Regions from separate parts of the Mus musculus genome. Here region 2 is linked to region 1. A link is a contact called in public Hi-C data. All regions are on one chromosome and are shown on one strand. Each heading gives the region's core, a stretch centred on a gene start, on an enhancer-like site or on the middle of the called end of the contact. The rest is flanking DNA. Distances are from core to core; before and after follow the strand shown.

Region 1 (7,266 bases), core at 2,395-4,894:
GGTTAGGGATTCTCAAAAACCCACATAAATGCCAGTGAGTATGGCAGCCCATCTCTAATTCCAGCCTTGGGACGTACAGTCAGGGCTTCTCAGGGCAAGCTAGCTAGCAAGACTCACTATATTGGTAAGCTTGGGATTTGACTGAGAGATCCTGCTTCACTGTATAAATTGGAATCAATTGACGATGACTCTCAACATCAATCTCAAACCTCCACATATATACATGAAAACATACATGTGCACCTACACACTGTCATGTGCCTCCCCCCCCCCACACACACACATGCTCACACTCTACACACACGAACAGTAGAAAGTGAAAATGTGTAGCTGAAGAAAGGCAAAGAGCAGGGAAGAGAGAGGCCAGGGTGGTTTCCTCTTGTTCCTTGGAGTGGTCCTATTAATCAGTTATAAGTAGGAGACACAGCTCCACTGTAGCTCACGCCCTTTGTCATAATCAGACATTGGCAAGTCTGCCTTCCTTCTGAAAAGAGGGCCACTAGAGGGCAGGAAATGACTTGGCTCTTGTTATCTCTAGCCTCTAGCATGGAACCTGGCACAAGATAACTGCTCAATAAACAGTGCTGAATGAATGAAGTGAATGGAGAAAAGCAAAACAAAATCTCACCAAGTACAACGCCTCCTACATGATGCATCAAGTCAGACAGAGAGAAAGGCACTTAGAAAATGTGGGCACAGGATGAACTAGACCACCTAATCGGTCACACTGATAGAAAGGTGTGGGTGTGTGGTGTGTGTGGTATGTGTGTGTGGTGTGTATGTGTGTGTGGTGTGTATGTGTGGTTTGTGTGGTATGTGTGTGTGTGTGTGTATGTGTGTGTGGTGTGTATGTGTGTGTGGTGTGTATGTGTGTGTGGTGTGTATGTGTGTGTGGTGTGTATGTGTGGTTTGTGTGGTATGTGTGTGTGTGTGTGTATGTGTGTGTATAGTGTGTATGTGTGGTTTGTGTGGTATGTGTGTATGTGGCAAGTGTGTGGTGTGTATATGTGTGGTGTGTATGTGTGGTGTATGTGTGTGTGGTGTGTATGTGTGTGTATGTGTGGTGTGTGTATATGGTGTGTGGTGTATATGTGTGTGTGTGGTGTGTGCTAGTGTCAGCACAACACACTGCACGACCACATTCTCAGCACAAAGATTTATTTGTCCCAGAAGAACAAAGGGCACAGAATAAGAGATAAAGACAGGAGATAGAAGATGAGGGAGAAGGGGAAGGGCTATTTGTCCCAGCCTCTGGATAGAGAGGAGACAGACGTGGCCCATAGCAAATGGTGGTTTATAAAGGTAAAGGGGAAAACCCCATGTTAGGATGAGGTGTCTAATTTTGATTGGGTATGTTAATTCTGGCAGCTAAAAAGAGGGCTTTTAATACCTAGACCTTGGTAGTCAGCCTCAGGAGGAAGGAATAAACCTTGGTGGTCAGTTTTAAGAATGTAACCTGATGTTTTTGGTTTGGTTTGGTTTGGTTTGGTTTTAGGTTTTTTGCAAGGTAAAGGGGATGGAAAGATCAAGGCCTGCCAGAACCACATTTGTTATGTTTGGCCAGCTGGAGACCCTTCAGTGTGTGTGTGTGTGTGTGTGTGTGTGTGTGTGTGTGTGTGTGTGTGTGTGTGTGGTTGTTGCAGTTGTTGATCATGTTCATGTGGAGTGTGTACAATGTATTATAATTGCACACACACATGCAGGTATGTGTGTACAGAGCCCAGAGGTTAATGTTGGCTGCCTTCCTCAGCAATGTTACATCTTATTTTTTGAGACAGTCTCTCACTGAACCTGGAGCTTGCCAATTCAGCTATACTGGCAGGCCAGCAAGCCCCAGGGACCTGCCTGTCTCTGCCCTGCCCTTGGGCACTGCAGTTAGAGATGCACATTACCCAGCTTTGAACTTGGTTCGAGAATTCCAAACTCAAGTCCTCATGCTTTCATGTGCACCAAGCCCTTGACAGACTGAGCCACCTCCTCAGCTCTGAGATGCCCTCTTTAGACATCTCCCTACTTGTACTGAAAAGAAAGAGTGACTTTCAACAAGGTGCTCAGCCTCTGAAAGTCACCCCCAAGGGGGAAAGTGTGCTACTCTTGGGTACTCCTTGAAAGGGAAGGAACTGATGTGCAAGGGTGGGGGGGGGGAAGCAATGAAACACCCTGGAAGGGGCGCATCCCTCCTCTGGGAAAAAGACAACTGCTGCTGGCACTCAGAGGAGACCCCTGAAGAACTTGTCCCCCACCTTACCACGCTGTTTCCGTATCCTGTCAGCAGGCAGGGCATAGAGGCTCTCCCTGCAGGTGAGAGCTTGTCCTGAATCACACCACTACCACCAGTACCACCACCAACAACAACAACAATAAAAATAAAAACAGCAACAAAACCCAGCAGGCCTCCTGCAGAGACCACTCCCTTTAGCCTGTTCCTCAATGAAGAAGTGTGGGGAGCTCCCTAGACCTTCACACCTTGGCCTGGGAGAGACACGGGAACTACACTAAGGGAACTACTAGCTCCTCCTTGGAGTTGTTCTGGAGGACAACCGACTGGGCATCTCTGTTTATCTACAGGTGCTTCCCAAACAGTAGGGCACTGCATTGACATTCTCAACGCCTCTGACAAGCAACCTCTAGGACCCTTCACTAACCAAAGGACGATCTGGCTTCTTCTGAAAAGTTACATCCAGTGTGTGTGTGTGTTGTAATCTAGTTCTAGTAAAACTTAATGAATGGGTTCTTCCCTCTTGACGCAGCAGGGCAAAAGGTAACGGTAAAGTGAGCTAAAAGGGTCTGAAGCAGGGAAATCGTTCGGTATGGGGTGGGGGGGAGGAGCATCTCCCTTTGTGGGAAGTGTATTTTTCTAGAAGGCCTTTTGATCATGATAGGACTCCAGGGGTTTATTGATTAGACCAGAAAAGAGCACGAGCTAAGGGGATGAAGCACGTACAGTACCAGCCACAATGTGGGTACTATGCCTGCTCTTGGAAGTAGAGCAGGTACTACGGGGATCCCTGGGTTCTAGCCATGACCTCAAACAACTCGAGAGTTCCATGCTCCCGGGCTTGGGTCTATAAATGGACAGAGATGACCGCCCATAGAGAAGGTGGTGTTGTGCAGGCTGAGCACCTCGCCCACCAATTGCCATGAACATCGCTGGTGAAGTTGGCCCCTCTTGCCCATTTCTTCTCCCCTCCTCTCTTCCACTTCCCCTTTCAATTCGTCAACTGCTGAAGCGTAGCCCAGAGGATACCGCCTCCTCGCAGCGCGCCGGAGACCGTCCCCAAGGTGCTAGTCTTTGTGTCGGGAAAACTTTGAGAGGAAGCGAGGGCGCTGGACAAAGAGCGAGCGACGCTAGGCGTTTGCCAAGCAGCCCCGGGTGCTCCGAGTTGTCTGGCTCAGCTCAGTCTCCGGGTCGCTTTCGATGGCCGGAGCCCAGCCTTCCTAGGCCGGGAGTGGCAAGCTCCCTGAGCCCTCTCGGGCAGGAAAAGCAAAGGCGGGTGGGTGGCCGCTAGAGTTAGTGGGAGGAGACCAGGCAAGGCGCGGAGCAAAGCTGTCAAACTGCGCCTGGAGCCCAGTGCGGGGCGGGGGGGAAAGGGGGGGGGGAGAAGGAGGGAGGGGAGGGGAGGGGCGGGCAGGAGCGGAGAGAGAGCGAGCGGGCTCGCCGCGCCAGAGCAACCCTTGTCTGTTGCTGCTGCTGTCGCCTTGGCCGCCGCCGGCCAGGACTCGCCCGGAGCGCAGGGTGTGTGCCCTGCTGCGCGTGGAGCGCGGAGGCTCCTTCAGCCCCAGCTCCTCGCCCCGGCCCGCGCGCGGGTCCCGGAGGGCACCGACCCCACCATGCAGCTGCAGTTCCGGAGCTGGATGCTGGCCGCGCTTACGCTGCTCGTGGTCTTCCTCATCTTCGCAGACATCTCAGAGATCGAAGAAGAAATCGGGTAAATAGCCTCCCTGAGCCCGTGCCCCATCCCCGGCGGGATCTCTTCTTCCCCTGGGCTCCTTACTCCCCATCCGCTTTGTGTGCGCCGCGCCCCCCTGTCGCTCAGCTGGAGGGATAGTGCCGGCGGTTTGGGCTGGGGGTGGCAGTGTCAGGGGCCCGGGACGCTTTAGGGAGTGGATGATGGGGGCGCGGCTGCCGAGGGGCGTCCCCGGGCGGGGTGCACGGGCAGCTGTAGCCGCGCGGCGTGGGGAAAGCGGACTCACCCACCCTGCTCCCTGTCCCCTAGTCCCTTCCCCCGGCGTGTGCGCGCGCGGTGTCGCCGGGGTCGAGGGAGGGCGCCGGGGAGTGTCTCGGGCGGGTAGAAGGACGGAGAGTGGAGGCAGGCAGGAGTTTCTTTGTCTCCGGCTCGGCCGTTTTCTCGCCTTGGCAAAGTGGGCAGGGGGCGCGCGGGGGATCTCTGAGCTGGGGGAGGGGAATCCCCTGGCGGGAGATGAGTGGGAAGGGCTCCGTACCGACTCCTGGGAAGGGGAATGTGCCCTGAACACACCGGTACGCACCCACGCCTCCCGCCGGCCAGCCCAGGATCCGGGCGTGGGGGGTAGCACCGCTAAAGGTGTGGCGCGCGGTGCTGGAGACCAGGGCTCTCCCCTGGCTTTGGGTGCTCTGACAACCCTGCGACGGCCCCAGGCAACCCCAGGTTGCTGAGCGCTCACAGCCGGCGCCAAGACCCGGGGAGGTTGTCGGAAAGTCTCCAACGCCGCCCGGTGGGCTTCGGGGTCCCCAGGAGCGCGCGATCTCAGCTTGTCCCTATCTCTTCAGAGGTAGGCGGGACCACACCTCCAGCTGTGCCTGGTTCGGGACTTCTTGGAATGAGCTGTCTAACTGAGCTGGGCTCATCAATCAGGGTGTCCCGTGGGCTGAAGCTGGCTCCCGATCCTACAGTCTTCTGCACGCGGAGCCCGACCCATGTCCGGAGCCTCCAAACCGTGGTGGAACATGTAGGAAGGCAGCAAGGCTCTGAGGTGGCCTTCAGTAAAAGGGTGAGGTCCCTGAGAGCACAGGAGGCGGATTTGATTCTCTGTGGGATTAGTGAGGAGCCAAGCTCAATCAAACAAGCGTCCTGTGCTGCGTGCGCCCCTCCTTTGTCCAACTTCGTTCGTAAGGATATAAGAACAGAGAATGGATGGGTCCTGCCTTCAGATCCCTCCAAAACAGAGAGAGTCCAGAATCCAAGATGCTGAGGCCCTAGGGACCCTAACCTAATAGCAGGTGCCTCTTCCTACCCTTTGCTTTCTCTCTCCCACTCACTGTCCCTTTCTGTAACCCCACAAACCATTCTATGGACTCCACTATGTTTCAAGAGTCCCTCTCTGCTTCATTCCTCTCGTCCTCGGTTTCCCCAAGAACTCCGAAAACTTTCACTTAATGTTCAGTTAATACACTCTGTGCCGCCAGCTTCTCGGCAGAGACAGAAACGAACTGCTTTCCCATAGCTTCTCTCCTGGTGTGTGGTCGGAACAGAAATTGGTGCAGTCACATTCTGAGATATGGACTAAAGCGCTCCCGGGTCACTAGATGACTTTGACAATGGGAAAAGGAAAGACCTTCAGATGCCTACTTCTTCTGGGGTGTGTGTGTGTGTGTGTGTGTGTGTGTGTGTGTGTGTGTGTGTGTGTGTGTGTGTGTATACATATGCTCCCACTTCCAGGAGCAGGCATCCCGGCTCATCAATTCGCTGAACTTTTTACTGAGTCTCTTCTATGTGCCAGGGACTTTTAATTTTTAAAATGTAATGAGAAGATCAGTTACACGTGGTGTCTCCCATTCCTGCCAAAGGCATCTTGAAGCCTTCACTTTCCACAGTCAAATTCTTCCAGCAGGCAGACAGAAGTTTCCAGAGGAGCATTTACATATAGAGTGTGTATTGAAAACTCAAGGCTCTTGTGCTGTGGCATACTGTGTTTTACCAGGGGATCCCTGAGTCTCCCCCATCCCCACCCCCATACCTGGACTGATCCTAGTAAGAAAACTGTCGACTAGCCCACCCTGACACCTTCTATAGCATCATCTCTGTAGACGCCTGTCTTTGGGGTGGACTTTAGCTTTGTCAATCAACACTTTCTCCTAGTTTGGTGGGGATCACCATGGACCTGCATTACCCAGGCCACGTGGTTGGTATCAATAGCCCAGTTCTGTTTGCAGTCAGCCCCACCTGTTTAATCTGGAGGGAAGGGGGCTCACTGCATTTACCATGCATGGAGAAGGAAGGAATAATGTGGGACAGAGTATGGGAATTGCACTAGCCCATCTTTCTGATAAGGAGTGTGGTTTTAACACTTATCCTTGGAGCCACCTAAAACGTTTGCTGTGGGTAAGTGACCTGGAATAGATTTGGGGGTGTCAAGAGGACTCTGTCTCCTTTGCCCTATGCTTCCTAGGAAGGCATGGGGTCCTACTCAAGACCACAATGCTTTTGTGTCACGCCTTGCTAACTGTGCTGGGGAAGATAGCAAGTTACCCACCAGAGAGAACCATGGCCCTATCTGGACAGGGGAGAACAGTGTGATCCTGAATTCTACTGGGCAGGCAAGAAAGACAGAGTCACTTTGGGGATAAGTTGTCCTGGGACTAAGAGATGAACAGTTTTTTTAAAAAGCAAATAAATCTCTCTCTCTCTCTCTCTCTCTCTCTCTCTCTCTCTCTCTCCCTCTGTGTGTGTGTGTGTGTGTGTGTGTGTGTGTGTGTGCACACACACACACACACACACACACAGCCTACAGATCTATTCTTCCAAAGCTTTCAATACTTTCTTAGAAAATGAGATTTTTGGGCCTGTGGGAGGCAGAGGCAGACGGATTTCTGAGTTCGAGGCCAGCCTGGTCTACAGAGTAAGTTCCAGGACAGCCAGGGTGAGATTTTTAGATTGGTGGCCTCAGTCGTCCTGACCTGCCCCAAGCATTAAATATCCTGTGGCCAAGGGTAGAGTTTCTGAGAGACATCTCCTTTTCTGAGTGGTTGTCTTCAGAGTTTCATTCTTGACATTCTTTTTTTGTTTTTGTTTTTGTTTTTGTTTTTTGAGACAGTATAGCCCTGGCTGCATTCTTGACACTCTTACCATTCATGTGGAATTGCATGAGAAGTGTAAAAAGACAGACTCTCTGCAAGGTGCCTGGCCCATTGAGTTCCCCCAGGAACCCAGGATCACAGTTGAGTTCTGAGTCAGATTGAATGGGGCTTTGGTGAAAGAAATGCATTACCTACCCCGTGCACGGTCCCGGGTTTTGCAGTCAGTTGGCTCATGTTGTATCAGGCATGTTCATCCTTTAGATAATGTG
Region 2 (7,266 bases), core at 1,550-4,049, 1.1 Mb before region 1:
CCATCATGGTGACAATGGTTCCCAGCTTCTCAGGAGGTTGCAGTAGGTTTTGGGAGGGCAGAGGGATCTCTGTGGTGGAGATGATGATGCATTAGTCCTGTTTCTGTTGCTATAACAACACTCTAGAAGGGTGTTTGCCCTTAGAAGGAAGACATATTTATTTTGATTCCCGACTTTAGATTTTGGTTCGCAGCCTTTGCCTCCATTGTTTGAGCATTTGTGTTGTGGCAGAGCATCATGACAGGGAGAATGTGACAGCACAAAGCTGTTCACCCTATGATGGCCTGGGAGCACAGGGAGCTCTTCCTTCAGATGCTATTATTAAATGATGAATCCATACATGATTAATCCATTAATGAGCCCAGAGGTCCCCAGAGGCTCTACTTCTGAGTGTGGCTGCCTTGGGGACAACGCTTCATCCAACATATATGCTTTTTGGGGGGCTTTTAAAATTCAAACCAGAACAGGTCATAGGTGGAGAAGCGGAACAGCACTTCTGGAATTTTCCCTTTGTAGCTGACCTGAAATGTATTCACATTGGAACGTAAGCTATGTGAGCTCTGATTCTTAATTTTATTTTTACATTTCTTTAAAAAAGCAGTTGACTCTTAATATCTTAACTTTTGAGTTGTATATAAATGTATATCCACTCTTTCCATGTGTACATGTCAATATTTACTTTTCCATCGTATATACTTGAATTTAAAATATGTGTGAGTTTATTTGTTCCATTTGTGCTCTTCCCAAGTGGAAGTTGGACCTAGTTACTCAAGTGACATGTTACTTCACCTGAGCCTGTGAGATTGGGGGTGTGGGCAAATCCTCTGGGGAGCAGACTCTGGGACACCACAGGCCTCACACTTCTTTCCACCTTCGTCTTGTCTCCATAGGCGGCTCCATGCTCATCTCTGCAGTCTGCTGCTTCTTCCTGTTTTTTGGCAACAGCGAGTCTGCGATGATCGGCTGGCAATGCCTGTTCTGTGGGACCAGCATTGCAGCCTGGAATGCTCTGGATGTGATCACAGTTGAGCTGTATCCCACCAACCAGAGGTCAGTTCTGACCTAACTTAAGTTACTCTGCTCAGAAGCTGAATCTTGGACCATGCATGGCCTTGGTCTTCTTGAAGTCCATGTTCCAAACGTCTCCCGGGCAATTGACTTTCTCTCCAAGATGATGTCAGTGGTCTGGGCCTGGGTAGGCTAGGGTTTGATAGAGTTGAGTGAGTGACAAGAACCAGAGGACAAACGTAAGCTGTCTCAGTGGAGGGGTAAGAGTGACTAAAGCCTTCTGTATCATTCGATCCTCATTGGAGCTAAGCTCAGGCCTGCCAATGGGAACTAAGGAGAAAACATGAAGACTTGGGACAATATGGATGGCGTGGGGCTCAACAAGAAGGAAGAGAAGGTGGATGGAGGCAGAGTGGTCCAGGGCTGCCAGGGTTTACTCTTTGTTTAAAAGCAGAAGGTCAAGTTCATTACCCAGTAGGTGTTTCTCTACTTGAAGGGGATCTTGAACTATACGTACAGTGGATAAATGCTCACAAGGATGGGCATAGTATGGAGGATGGGTGAGCTTAGTTCTGAAAAGTATTTTAGTGGTATTCCTAAAGTCAACAACAGAGCTTCTGGGCTTTGGCTGGCTAGCATACCATGTTTCCTGAGTCAAAGAATGCTAAATTTTATTAATAGTAAGGGACAGGATAGTGGTCATTGTTGAGTGGGCTATGGTTTTACAGGTAGGAAATTTAGGAAAGTGAAATGAAGAGACACATAGAAAACAAACAAACAAAAAACATCCTGAAATATGAATAAAACTGTAAACCTCTGCTACAATATAAAAGAAGACATAAAACAGAAACCAAGACATGCTTCACTGTCTTGAGATAATTTACTCTTATAAAAATATCAAGTTTCCTTTAATTCTTCTCCAATTACAATAGTCCATTCAAAATTCAGTGAGACTTTCCCCCTCCCCTGGAAAGCTGAAAAAAATCATTTTAAATTTTACTTAGAAAAGCAGGCATATAGAGATAGAAAATAAAGCAAACATACTCGCTAGGGTTGGGGCTGGAGCTTATAAACCCACCATGCTGCTCAGGTATAGATAATAGAGCCCAACCTCTAACCATAAATATATGCCAATATTTTAAACTTTTGATATAATGAAGAAGTAGTTTAATTGCAGCACAGGAATGACCATCTTGAGAATACTGTCCCAGTGGTTCTCAACCTTCCTAATGGTGCGACCCTTTAATATAGCTCCTCATGTTGTGGTGACATAAAATTACTTTCATTGTTAATCCCTAACTGTAATTTTGCCACTGTTATGAACCATAATGTAAATATCTGTGTTTTCTGACGATCTTAGGTGAGCCCTGTGAAAGGATCCTTTGACTCTTATAGAGTGAAAAATGATGCTCTATACAGTCGTGGTCAGGATAGGCTGTGTCGTTCATGAAGTTTATCACTGGAGTGTAATTTAGGGATAATAATTAGTACTGGGTTCTGCCATGGATGGCAGAAATTCCAAACAAGCATGGGAGGTTTGGCATTGCAAGGACTCTTCATCAGCAGCCTGAGCAGAAGGCTCAGGCTTCTATGCTTCTAGTCTCCCTTGCCTGGATTCCACCACGGTCCATCTCTGTTGCAGGAAGTAAGACAAAGGACAAAAAATAAAGGAAGAGAGAGTAGAAATTCGCTCACAACCTCTCTCAGGAAATTTTTCATGTGCACTCTGTCTCATTGGCTGAAACTAAGTCACGCTCACACAGCCAGCAGCAAGGGACTCTGGGAAATGTAGTCTTACAGTTGGGGACCTAAATTGCAGAGTGAGTTAGCAGTCTTTGCCACAAGAGAGTGTGCTCACACTTTATTTCGTATGCAGCTTTATTTTTTTGATATTTTTCTGTAAGCAAGTACTACTTGTAACTATTTTAATTAGAGATATGCTTGGGAAGATAAGGAAAGAGGCTTGAAGGCAATTCAGAATGTTAATAGCAGCTATTAGTCCAGGTATCCCTACATCTTAATTTCATTGAGTATTTCCAGTGTTGGCTAAAATGAAATCGCTGTTTTTATATTTAGATAAGAAATTGAGTCCCACACCTCCTCCTCTTACAACAAGGAAAGAACATACAGCCGTTCACCTAGCGAAGCCCAGAATTTCAGAATCCTCTCCTGTCCTCTTCTTTTGCAGGGCCACGGCCTTCGGCATCCTCAACGGACTGTGCAAGTTTGGGGCCATCCTGGGAAACACTATCTTTGCTTCTTTTGTTGGGATAACCAAAGTGGTCCCCATCCTTCTGGCTGCTGCTTCTCTGGTTGGAGGTGGCCTGATTGCCCTTCGATTGCCAGAGACTCGAGAGCAAGTCCTGATGTGACCAACCCACCGGGAAAAGACAGATGGGAAGATCTTTTTCAGGACACTCCAGCACAGCCACGCCTCCTGCCTCTCACTGTCTACAGGATACCGCGGACAGCACGGAAGGAGAAATGGACTTTGTGATCCCTAGTTTAGGACCCACTGCAGTTGTTAATACATTTTTAACTCAGGTGATTGACTAGGGGTGCCCAGAACCATCCTTGGGATCCCAGAGCTGTGTGCTTAGCTTCAGGTCTCTTCATCCCAGGCAGGGAGAGGACACTCCAGTAAACACACACAGTAAGCAAGGAGTATATGCTCCTCTAAATGAGGTGCAAAAAACTATTTGCATTTCGGACTGAAGTTGAGGACTAGAACCACTTAAGCTCCTCCATGCAGCTTCTGGGAGCCCAGTGACCTAGCAGATTGTCATAGTGGGGAGTGGGGTCAACACATACTGGGCTCAGAGAGCAGACTACGTATTTGCATTTGAAAGTATCACCTATCATATTTTCCTTTTGAAAACTGGCACAGTAGCCTTGAGGATACTCTGATATAGAAAAACCCAACCTTTAAGCAAAATGTATATAGACGGACTTTTCTTCCCAAGCATCCTGAACTTTGCATAACGAAGAGGTGATACACTAAGAACTATATTTATTATGGTTTTGCTCTTGTCAGAGCAACGTGAGGATGGGTATTATGTAAACTAAGTTTGTATATAAGAGTTTTGAGGTTTTATTCCCACAAATGGTGGCTGCTAAGGTTGCCAACATTTTAGCCATATTTGGGGAGGACTCTCCATTCAAGGTCGCAGGAAACTTGGTGCGAATGGGTAGCATCTTGCTTGCTGTCCGGAGGATGTACTTGGCAAGCCACGTGCCATTTCCTTTACCTGGGAACTTTTCTTCAAATTGGTAGGGCAGGTACTTCTCTCTCCTGTGTTGCTCATTTGTGAAACTCAGGACCATAGGTTGTTTGATGCTGTTTACCCAGAGAGAACAGGAAGAAATGAAATGAAAATGTTTTTATTTTTATTATTGGCTGCTTGCACTCCTTTTCTTTAGAGAGAACCCCCTCACAGATAACTGACTAAGGATGGGGAAAGGTAACCACAGTTCTTCAAAATGTGAGTTCTTCCTGTTTGATTTCAAAGAAAAACACAATGTACATTTATTATAGTGTTTAGGACCTATGAGAAATTTATGCTCTGTGTGTTGGCTCGGGGCGTTCGAAACAGGCCATTAGCATGCACATTAGGAAATAAAAGGCATGAGATACATTCGTTTCTTCATTGCTCCAAGGAAGCTTTTTCTGAGATCCAGGTTGGAACTTGAATGTGGAAAGGGGAGAGGGGGTCAGGGCTGCTCTGGCAGGTGCCAGCAGTCTGGAGGCTAGGCTGAGGGAGTGGCTTTTGTTCATCAGTACCCTCTGCAATGGTAGAGACAGAGCTAGGAGTTCCTGCCACCTGAGCTGCTCTTACCTGGGCCAGCAGAACGACTGACTGACTGACTGTAAGAACTAGTTTGCTCACGTTATTTGCAGCACACACACAAGCTGTGATGTGCTAATCTCTACCTATTAGAAATCTTCCCAAATCTAAACCAAACTAATGACTACATTGAGTGTTTTCTCAGTTCTGTGGAAATACTTAGATGCCAGGCCAGTTCAAGCCATCTTTGCCTAGTCCTCTGGAATATAAGTTGGCAGTGGGAAAGAGTGAAATCTTTGAGAACTTCCCATTTTCAAGTGTGGCTAACATGTTTACTCTGCTTCTCTGGTCCCCACCTCTTTATTTACACCACCATTACTTTCTGTCCAGGGAAGGAAGATGCATCAGGTCTGATGTGATAACCCCCATTACTCCAAATATAAATATATATAAATATACAGAATGTATTAATGCTTCTCTCGGTGTTTTATAGGAATTAACTGATAACGCTCTGTTGATAACGAGAAACTTTCTGTAATATAGCTGTGATGTCCTTTTCCATTTTCTTGTGATATGGAATGCATTGCTTAGGATCATGAGAGAATTGTATAAATCTGTGGTTATGTATCCCTCATAACAGTGTTCTTTAATGGGATAATAGACCTCAGTGCTCAGCTACCACTCAAGAAATGTACGAGACAGTTAGAATCCACATTTACAGTCAGATATATCTTGTAAACTTTAAATCTGACTAATTTTTAAAGCACAGGAGTGGCTGCAGTTATTTTAGGCTAACTGTTCTTGGTTTCTAAGCTCTGTCTTCTACATTACATTTATGGCTCCTTAACCTGTTTGCCTAACCAACCAAGGGCAATTCCCGTCCATCCATCACACGGGATGTGAGAAGGATGCAGCCATGGTCTGCAGCCTCTCTCATGAAGGGTTATCTGGCCATGGTACTTGGCTGCTTCATAACTTGCTGTCACTCCTGATGAGATAAGTGTGTCTTTAAAAATAGTCCCCGTGTCAGGTCACTGGGGTGTAATGTACAACATCCTTAGCCATCCATTTTTTCTTTTCTTTTTTTTTGCCCTGAGAGACTCCCAATGGCATCTATAGAGGACTAAAGAAGAGAGCCGTTCCCTCACTGAGTCAGACTGTTCACAGTTCATTATGTATTTTATGATGGCTTGTTTGGGAGCCGATACTTTCAGCAGTCTCAACTGTGTTGTGGGATCTCCTGATGCTGGTTTCTGAGCTTTTGTTTTATTAAAACTGATTAGTGAAAGAGGTGTCCTGGCTCTGAAATTTGTAGCACGTGAGCTTGAGATTACATAATAATCCACTCTTTGGGTTCCCTGGGTATTGGCTCATGACAAAAGAACGAAAATAACCACGAGTGAATCTTTAGGAACCGAGGTTAGAGATCATGTTACCTCACTCATGTCTCTTCTGCATTCCTAATGTGCTGGAATCCCTTCTTCTAACTCTCTTCTTTCATACGCAGACTTTGAATCATTTGGCCCAGGTACCCATGTGCTAGGACTGTATAATAAGGTCTAGAATGATGCTGCCTCCTTTTGTGGACTAACCCTCCTAGTTGAACCAGGCTTCTTCATATTTGCTCTATTAGAGGCCCCTTTCAGTTATAAACATGAATATCTTTGCTCTTCTTTGCTGTAGAGCATGCTGGGAAATATATTTACTGGATACATAACCATCATTTCTTCAAAGTGGAGTTCTTGGTACTGAAAGAAAATAGACCAACGAATCATTCCTAAGATTTTTTTTTGTTCATTAGAACCACCTGGAATGGAGTCTGGGGCAGTATCTCAGTGAGGTGCTTACTTGACAAGCATGAGGCCCTGAGTTCTATCCCCAGGACCCAACTAAGCTGGATGAAGTGGCCTTCTCCTACTTCTCCTAATCCCACTACTGGGAGATGGAGACAGGAGATCCCTGGTGTTGATGGTTAGCCAGGCTAGTCTAGTTGTCAAGTTTCTGGTGATGAAGAGACTCACCTCAAGGACGAGGGGAACAGTGCTTAGAGAGCGACAGCAGAGGTTGTCCTCTGTGCATGTGGACACTCATGTGCCTGTGCACCCCCACAGACACCCACATGGCTCTGAATGGACTGCCTGGCCCCGTCCCCAGTGATTCTGATTTAGTATGTATGGGACCGGTATGAGAATTAGCATTTTCAGCAAACGTGTACACTGCATGGTTGGTATTAGTCACTCAAATCATATTTGGAGACGCACAGACAACCTGCTTATACTTAGGCACGTTGATTTGTTGGGGCAGGAGTCGGGTAGCAGAGTTCTTTTGCTTTAGTATCAGGTCAGCCAGAATCTCATTCAAACCCATGAGAAGTAAGAACATTAAAAAGCACATTTCAAAGGTATTGAGTAGTGGCAGTCATCAATAGCTCAATGGTGTCAGTGGTGACATTTTCATCCCTAAAGATCACGGT

The links. A called contact is a pair of places that touch in the nucleus more often than the background predicts.
Region 2: a Hi-C map of nephron progenitors shows a contact between it and region 1, with 3 times the contacts expected there. The contact joins the enhancer-like site here to the promoter of St8sia2 in region 1. A contact is called at or near these places in 2 of 39 promoter capture datasets (the 3T3-L1 cell line and embryonic stem cells), 24 of 484 Hi-C or Micro-C datasets (B cells, CD4 T cells, CD8 T cells and 15 more), 7 of 115 datasets of contacts at active chromatin or transcription factors (astrocytes, bone marrow-derived dendritic cells, craniofacial prominence and 4 more) and 3 of 9 other capture datasets (adipose tissue, embryonic stem cells and liver).

What each region holds. Positions count from the first base shown.
Region 1 is chr7:74,010,060-74,017,325 of GRCm38.p6, reverse strand. It overlaps St8sia2 (ST8 alpha-N-acetyl-neuraminide alpha-2,8-sialyltransferase 2), which reads left to right and starts at 3,644. Exons shown (of 6, transcript NM_009181.2): 1 at 3,644-3,929. The coding sequence starts at 3,832.
Region 2 is chr7:75,113,709-75,120,974 of GRCm38.p6, reverse strand. Sv2b (synaptic vesicle glycoprotein 2 b) reads left to right here. Exons shown (of 13, transcript NM_153579.4): 12 at 891-1,050; 13 at 3,197-6,081. The coding sequence ends at 3,380. Among named protein-coding and RNA genes, the nearest start is that of 4930533N22Rik, 87 kb to the right of the region's middle. Within about 2 kb of position 2,799, at least 91 of the 459 cell types and tissues checked have an H3K27ac peak or open chromatin away from gene starts, as enhancers often do. A contact at or near this core is called in craniofacial prominence, nephron progenitors and pre-pro-B cells, where this site is marked.